Regions from separate parts of the Mus musculus genome. Here region 2 is linked to region 1. Evidence: chromatin contacts called from public promoter capture Hi-C data. All regions are on one chromosome and are shown on one strand. Each heading gives the region's core, a stretch centred on a gene start, on an enhancer-like site or on the middle of the called end of the contact. The rest is flanking DNA. Distances are from core to core; before and after follow the strand shown. Region 1 holds the start of Btbd16 (BTB (POZ) domain containing 16). Region 2 holds the start of Htra1 (HtrA serine peptidase 1).

Evidence for each region. Promoter capture Hi-C pulls out the DNA fragments that hold promoters and counts their contacts.
Region 2: a contact with region 1 is called in a promoter capture Hi-C map of embryonic stem cells. The contact joins the promoter of Htra1 here to the promoter of Btbd16 in region 1. A contact is called at or near these places in 22 of 39 promoter capture datasets (the 3T3-L1 cell line, Sertoli cells, cranial neural crest and 14 more), 5 of 15 datasets of contacts at CTCF or cohesin (CD8 T cells, embryonic stem cells, large pre-B cells and 2 more), 30 of 484 Hi-C or Micro-C datasets (CD8 T cells, the HL-1 cell line, bone marrow-derived macrophages and 19 more), 16 of 115 datasets of contacts at active chromatin or transcription factors (the NIH/3T3 cell line, bone marrow-derived macrophages, embryonic fibroblasts and 6 more) and 5 of 9 other capture datasets (adipose tissue, embryonic stem cells, liver and 2 more).

What each region holds. Positions count from the first base shown.
Region 1 is chr7:130,771,819-130,775,791 of GRCm38.p6, reverse strand. Btbd16 (BTB (POZ) domain containing 16) reads right to left here and starts at 1,723. Exons shown (of 16, transcript NM_001081038.2): 1 at 1,422-1,723.
Region 2 is chr7:130,934,097-130,938,069 of GRCm38.p6, reverse strand. It overlaps Htra1 (HtrA serine peptidase 1), which reads right to left and starts at 1,867. Exons shown (of 9, transcript NM_019564.3): 1 at 1,327-1,867. The coding sequence starts at 1,798.

The DNA of each region.
Region 1 (3,973 bases), core at 474-2,973:
TACATACCACACTACACAGCACATACCACACACACACATCACACCACACTAAATACATAAACATACATACACACACACCACACTAAATACACAGACACACAGACACACACATACACACTATACACCACACTAAATACACAAACACACACACACATACACACTACATACCACACTAAATACACAAACACACACACATACACATAATACACCACACTAAATACATACATACACACACACACACACACATACACACTACACCACACTACACAACACACACATACACACACACACACGACCACACTACACAGCACACAAAACACATACACACCACTACACAGCACACATACACACACATACCACACACCACACTGCACATCTCACACACACACACACAGCACATAGCACACACACACCACACCACACAGCACATAGCACACACCACACACACACACACACACACACACACACACACACACACACACACTGCCCCCTCCACACACACATACTTTTGTTCATGGCTGGAATCATAGCTGCTTCTCTGACCTGTTTTTCACACAGAAGTCAGAGGGACCCTGCACCTCTCCAGCTAAAACCCTTGGCCAACTTTCCACATATGAGCTCTGCATCTTCATCGTGGCCCAGAAGCTTCTAAGGAGAGAGGAGTGGGTTCCAGGCAGACTTCATACAGAGCTGGTCAGCATATGAAGAAATGTTCCTGCCAGGGCCCTCCATAGAAAAAAAGGTCATTTCAGTTCAGAGGTGGCTGCCTAGCTCCTCTTTCTTTCTTTTCTTTCTTTCTTTCTTTCTTTCTTTCTTTCTTTCTTTCTTTCTTTCTTTCTTTCTTTCTTTCTTTCTTTCTTTCTTTCTTTCTTTCTTTCCTTCCTTCCTTCCTTTCTTTCCTTTCTTTCTTTCTTTCTTTCCTTTCTTTCTTTCTTTCCTTTCTTTCCTTTCTTTCTTTCTTTCTTTCCTTTCTTTCTTTCTTTCCTTTCTTCCTTTTTTTCTGAGACAGGGTTTCTCTATGTAGAGAAGAACTCACTTTGTAGACCAGGCTGGCCTCGAACTCAGAAATCCACCTGCCTCTGCCTCCCGAGTGCTGGGATTAAAGGCCTACGCCACCATGCCTGGCTCTAGCTCCTGTTTCTTTTACACAAGAGTCTTCCTGGCTGACCTTGAACCCCAGGAGTATCTTAGTAGCACTGAAATGTATTTTTATTTTTGTCTCACTGGGAGCTGTGCCCTCTGTGGGCTTTAGTTGTTGCTCCCTTGGTCCTCTGGTGAGGAAGCTGTCTGTGACCCTCCTTCAGCTCCCAGCCAGGAACCTCTGAAATGCCTCCTTGCCCTGGTGGAGCTATGTGCAAACAGCTCCCATCACTGGGTGACCCCTTGGTCTCGGCTGTGGATGAGGTACCAGTCCCACTTACAGTTCTGCAGTCCTGCTGCCCACGGGGACGGTCACAGAGGTTGAGAGTGAAGCAGAGGGGTGCTGGTTGCACTGGTCTCGGAACCAAGGGAGAGTTGGAGGCTGGGCACCTTCTGAGCCTGAATCTTGAACGCTCTCATGACACCTGGGGCTCACCCCTTCTCCTACGGCGATGCTTTGCTGGGGGAGCCTGCCTTTGGCTTCCTGGGGGTAGTTGTGGGTACCATGGCAACAGCAGTCAGATTCTAAGGACTTCCTGTTCCGGGTTCTGGTGTTATCTCAGCTTGAGGCTTCAGGCTTTCTGCTGAGGGGTGACAGGGCTATCAGAAAACAGTTTGTCACTAGCATAACCATGCCTGGCTGCCAAAATATTTTCGCAACAAAAGTAATTTGAATTCCATGTCCAAAATTAGCCTTAATTAATTCTACATTAATATTTTTTGTGTGTGTGTATCCCCTCCCCCATTCCTGTGCCTTATTGATAATGTGTCTTATTGATAACTGTGTCTCTTGATGTGGGAGAAAGTGGTGGGTAGTGTAGCCAGCCCTCTGACAGACATTAGGGTCTCAAAGTGCAAACCTGCAACTGGGCTATGTTCCTTTGCAGGGGAGCGAGCTACACACACACACTTGGAGAGCCTTTGCCGCACTTCCCATACCACCAGATACACACTGTCTGCTCTCCAACCTGGAGTCTGGTCTGTCGCTTCCCTCCTAGCCCAGTGCCACGATGATGGCGTGATAGTGTGTGTGGAAGGAGGTGCCTCAGCGAAAGCTCTGAAGTACAGGTCTGCCCTGTTACTTCTGCCCTTCCCTTTACCTCAGACTTCCCCTATGTAAACTTTCTCTCCAATAGAGGCTTAACACAGGATTTGAATTAAGGTGTTTGAAATACAAGAACCTGACCCTCCTGATATCATACCTGCCCTCTGGATACTATTTCTGGTACTACTGGGGCTACTGGCTAAAAGACAACCCCTGAGCGCCTCCTATTGGCCACACTGGGAAAGTGTCCCAGGGAGCCACAGTCCTTACCACCCCTGAGCCCAACATTTGACCTTGATTGTATTGATCCCTTTCTGAAGCCTTTGGTTTAGAAGCCTTCAGCTCCCCGCTAGATTGCGCCATGGATCGCTCCAGAGCTGAGCTGTAAGCCAAAGTCAAATGCACAGAAATGGAAACTTTCTTGAATCGCTGGAGTTAGCATGGACTTCATGTGGCCTTGGCCACAAGCAATGTCACAGGAAGTCTAGCTGCTTTCCCTGCAAGTTCTACCTGGTGGCATCCACTTGCTGGCGATGTTGTCCACCCACCCCTATGGGAGGGAAACAGAAGGGTGGGAGGCAGAGCCACCATGCCAGCCTTAGGCCAATGTTCAGGGGGCTGCTTTCTGCCCCACCTGGTGTGTTCTGGATCCTGAGGGACTGGCTTCTGACAGCACCTGCTTAGTCTCCCAGAGGGAGAAGGTGAGCAAGTTCCTACAGGGAACAGAGCAGCTCCTCTGATGGCGAGGCCGTGTGTGCATGCTCAGGCAAAGATACATTTCCAGAAATGTGCTGTGAGGCCACAGTGAGTACTGAGTGTGGTTGGCAAAGGACTTCCCCATATAGAGCCAGCTTATGAAGACAGAGAGGTGGCTGTTCATGTGAGTGAACACACACACACACACACACACACACACACACACACACACACACACACAACTAGACTGTGGAGAGGGAAGTGTAGCCCAGTCAAAACAGTAAATGAACCTCCAACCAGGCCATAAAAAAAGATAGATGAATTATCTCACAAGAAATGAAAAATAATCTTCTTGGAACGGGTTGTGGGCTGCAGACCTACACTCCCAACACTGGGAAGTTGAGGCAGGAGTTCAAGGTCACCCATGGTTATAGAGGAAGTTTGAGGCCAGTCTATTAAAACGAACAAGCAAACAAGTAAAAGAATCATACGGTAGCCCACTATGCCTCAGAAGAGCACAGATATCTGGTGTGGAACAGCCTGTAATATCAGAAGACAGGCTGAGACAGGAGGACTCTAAAGCACAGAAAAAGAAGGCCATGGCCATATTTGCCCATCCCTTCCCCTGTGGGGAAGGACTACCTCAGTCTCATACCTCTGTGTTGACACAGCCCCTCAGAGTTCCAAAGGAGAAGCCAAGGGACTGGAAACACACACGGCTCCGTCCCTCAGTAAGGCAGATACTGGAGGAGCCAACACGGCTGTCCCCCACAACCTCTCACTCACAGCAGAGCATCCCCAGCAGGCAACACCAGAAGAGAGGTGGCCAAGCCCAGAACAAGTCTGAAGCCAGGCAAAGGCAGCTGAATGGCAGAGAGCAGTCCCACAGGTCCCATATGGTGTATTTATGCACCAAGGGCCAGGGGAGCAGGTATGTACCGTTTCTGTCCCAGTTAGGGTTTCTATTATTGCAGCGAGACACCAGGAGCAAAGCAAGGCGAGGAGGACAGAGTTCATCTTGCTTACACTTCCACATCATGGTCCATCGCTGAAGAAGTCAGGGCAGGATCTCAAACAGGGCAGGGGCTGGAG
Region 2 (3,973 bases), core at 618-3,117, 160 kb before region 1:
ACTCACTTGTCACATGGGCTGGGACTTAGTAGGTAGGGACCCCGGGATCAGTCCTCTCTGAAAACAAACAAACAAACAAACAAACAAACAAACAAAAACCCTTTTCTTCTCTCTATGGAGGCTGAGTTTCCTGGGACTGAGGTCCAGTCCTGTGCTCCTGTGGTAAGAATATAAACACCAGCCCACCTCTTCCTACACCACCTGGAGTACTTTCCTGTGCATTCGAGTAAAGTTTTGCCAAATTCAAAGTGGTCATAGGCGACCATATTCCTATAAAGAAAAATCTAGCTCAATCTCTCTTTCCCTCTCCCGTGCTTTCCTGTCCTCCCCACCACATGGGGGGTGGGGGGGCGGAGGGGAGGGAGGTGCTAGGTTTGGGCAGGAGCCCTGTAGCTGAAGCCAAATGTACTGGAGCCCAGCTGGCTGGTCCCCACAGCGCTGTAGTGGCCAGTATGAATTTACTGTTTTTCCACAGGGTATCTCTGGATTTAACCGAAGCTTTTCTCTGGAAGGTCCTGCAGGGAGCTGGGCAGTTCTCCAAGCCCCTTTACCCTGTCGCCACCACCACGTCCAGCTCTTGTGGGTACAGAAAGGTCCCACAAGGAGAGAGAGGGTAGAGGGTGCATTTTTTTCTTCATCCCCAGTGGGCCCCTCCTCTACCTCAAATTTCACGGTCCACTACCTGGTTGAACTCAGGCAAAAGGACCAAAGGACCAAAAAAGGACCAAATCGTGGGCGTTTTTGTAAAGTTGATTTAAATCAATGGAGGAAGAGGGCCGGAGTTACTAAATCGTTTTCTGCTTAGGAGGCGGGGTGAGAAAAATGCTTGCTGAGTTGAGCAGAGATGTTCCCTCTCCCCAAAGTGAAAGTTTTCACGAAGAGGTTCTATAAGAAAAACACTGCTTAGATAGTTCCAAGAAGAGAGGACTCAGCAGAAAGGGAGAAGGAAGGGAAGGCGACAAGAGTTCTTGCGATCCCAAAGCCATGTATCTCAACATTGCCAAGATCCCTGGTATGATACGCGGCTTTCCCCAGCGCGATGCCTAGTCACCCCGGCCAGGGGGTGCTGGACCAAAGCGCGCAAAGCACCTGCTTGGCGTTTCTCGAAACGACCCGATGCTTGGCGCAGAAATAGGGCCGGAGGGAGCCTTTGAAACACAGCTACCCCGAGCCCCATCGTCTCTCTCTCCCACTAACTGGATGCCTAGAACACCCCGCAGTGCTTCTCTGCACCTCCGCATCCCCTCCCGACGGTCCTGACTGGTCGGGCTGAGTTGGCGAGAGTGGGGAGCCACCCAGGAGTGCAGCGCAGGGCGGGGCGGGTACCTTGGCCGCAGGCGCCGCGCTGCAGGACGATGACCGGCGGCTGGCGAAGCTTCTCGGAGCGGCGGCTGGCGGCGCGCAGCTGGCACAGGTTGGTGTAGGTCTTGGCGTCGCTACCACACACCGGCTCGCTGCTGGCACACACGCACAGGCCGGCCTGTGCGCGCCGTCGTACTGTGGCCGAGGCCGGCACCCCGAAGGGCACTACGCATTGCAGCCCCTCGCCGCAGGGACCCTCCTGCAGGCCGCACGCTGCACCCTCGAGCGCGCCGCACACCTCGCAGCAGCCGCACGCGTCGCGGACGCGGCCACCCTCGCAGTCCGTGGGCGGCGGGGCGCAGCGGGTGGGATCGCAGTGCTCGGGACAGACGGTGGCAGCTGGGGCCGAGCGGCCGGTCCCCGACGGCAACGCCAAGGAAGGAGCCGCTAGCAGCAGCAGTAGCAAAGACAGGAGCGTGGTACGCAGGGACTGCATGACGACTCCGACGGCCACGGGCTGGACCACAGCCGAAAAACCGCGCTCGGGACGGTGTGTCGGGGTCTTGGGGACAGCGGGTGCGAGTGTGCGCGGCCGTACGGTTAAGCCCATTGGCCTAGCGGCGGTGACGAAGCGCCAGGGGGACGGGCACCGCTCCCGGGAGGGGGGCCGATCGGGGACTGCCTGCGGGGACGAGGCGGGGCGGGCCGCGACTCCACCCTCCGGCTGGCTCAGTTTCTCATTCTAGGATTCTTTTTCCTCAGAGATTGAAGACCTTAAGACCAAAGTGGCACTTAACAGAGGGAAACCTGCCTAGCACTGCGCAATCGCCTGGAAAGTTCCCAGGTCGTCCAGTGCGGAGGGCGGTCACATCGACCCCGGCCACAGCTGCAATGGACCGGTGCCCAGCTTGGGGGACTGTGGCTGTGAACTTGACGCCGCCGTGGGAAGGCAGCGTCAGCAGGACTGGCAGAAACCCAGTGCCCAGACCTAGTTTCAAGTGAGAGAAGCAAAAAGCATTGGCGAATGACAGTGTAAACCTTCCTAACGCTTCTCTTTTAAAGTTGCTTTCGGTGGAGTGCATGCCATAGCACGCCTCGGGTATCTGGGTTTGGTACTTGGAGGGCCACCGGGAGCATGCCGTGGCCACCGGGCTTTGTACAGTTTGTACTTTTTCACCCTGAGCTGTTAGGGAATGCGTTGTTACCACACAGAAGCGCCCAGCCCGCGCCTGCAGTCCCAGCGCTCGGGCAAATCAAGGTGTCCCAAAACAAGATGTTTTATTTTGAGCTCTCACATGAGGATTTAAGTGACGTTTGGGACCGAGATGAGTCTAAGAATCATCAGGAAGAGCAACTGTCACCCCGGAGGCAGATCTCTGTGCCTGGCCAACACAGAACACATAAATCTTGTATTGGAAGATGAGAGAATTAAAGTATGTGCTGTCCCCACCTGAGTTCCCCATGCACCTCGCCATAACACACCCCAGGGTGGTGGGCAGAGTGCTGCTGACCCTGACTCAAGGAGGAGTCGCTGATAGGGCGCTAATCTACATCCGGGTTGTTCCCTTGTGCAGAATTCCTTAAAACAACTCCCCTCAAAGCAGTCCCCGAGGTAAGCCTCAACTTCGTCCAAGTCCCACACATCAAGGGGTAAGAGAGGGGTAAGAGAGACACACACCCACGCATATGCACATGCACACACACACAGTCTCTGATATGAGAAGTACTTTTGTGTCTGGCTGGAATCCTCAGACTACAGAAACATAGATGTCTACTGGTCCTCCTCTGTCCCCTGTGCTCTCTCCTCTTCCCTTCTGCCAGTAAACTCCCTTTTATACCAGTTCTGTTGCATGGCATAATTTCTCAGAGGCACACCTTGACATGGGTTCACCATGGTACCCCCCTTGCCACATTATATTTCATATTAGTGCTGTGACCCCGGCTCTCCTGGCGCTTGTGTTCCTTCTGGTTCTATGCCATGCATGGGGACCCTAGTTCCACCTGAAACAAATCTGCTTTCTGGCTGCCTGATAGCTCAGCACCTGATCTACCGCTTCCCTGGTAAGCTCTGATCCATCAGCCTTTGCAGATACTCTTCTCTCCGGAATTCTCTTTTATGGAACTCATATCCCGCAAGCAATTCCTCGGGTCACACAAACCTATGGGGAGAGGAGGAGGAGGAGAACTCCTGTTAGAGAGAGGAGCTGAGCAGAGGCAGACAGACTTCAAGCAGAAAGGCTGTTAGGAAGTACAAAGCAGAGAAGGTGTACCAGGGCCAGTTTGTAATAAAATCTGAGTCCATGAAGGGACAGGGAGAAAGAGTGTGAGTGTGTGTGTGTGTGTGTGTGTGTGTGTGTGTGTCTTAGGAGGAGGGACATAGTTCTATGTGGACAGGCTGCAAAAGCCAAGGCCATGTGGAGGAATTGGAGCCTAGAATTTGGAATCAAATTTACAGGCAAATGATCTGTACATACTTCAGGAGTGTGTGTGTGTGTGTGTGTGTGTGTGTGTGTGTGTGTGTGTGTGTGTGTGTGTGTGTTTATGCACATGAGTGTGTGCTGTAGTCTCTGGTCCCATCTGGCCCTAACCTGTTGCAAACTTGAAGGCAAGATGGTTAAGCAGTGTGGGGAGGGGAGGGATGCCAGACAGAAAGAAACAGGGTTTGGAGAAA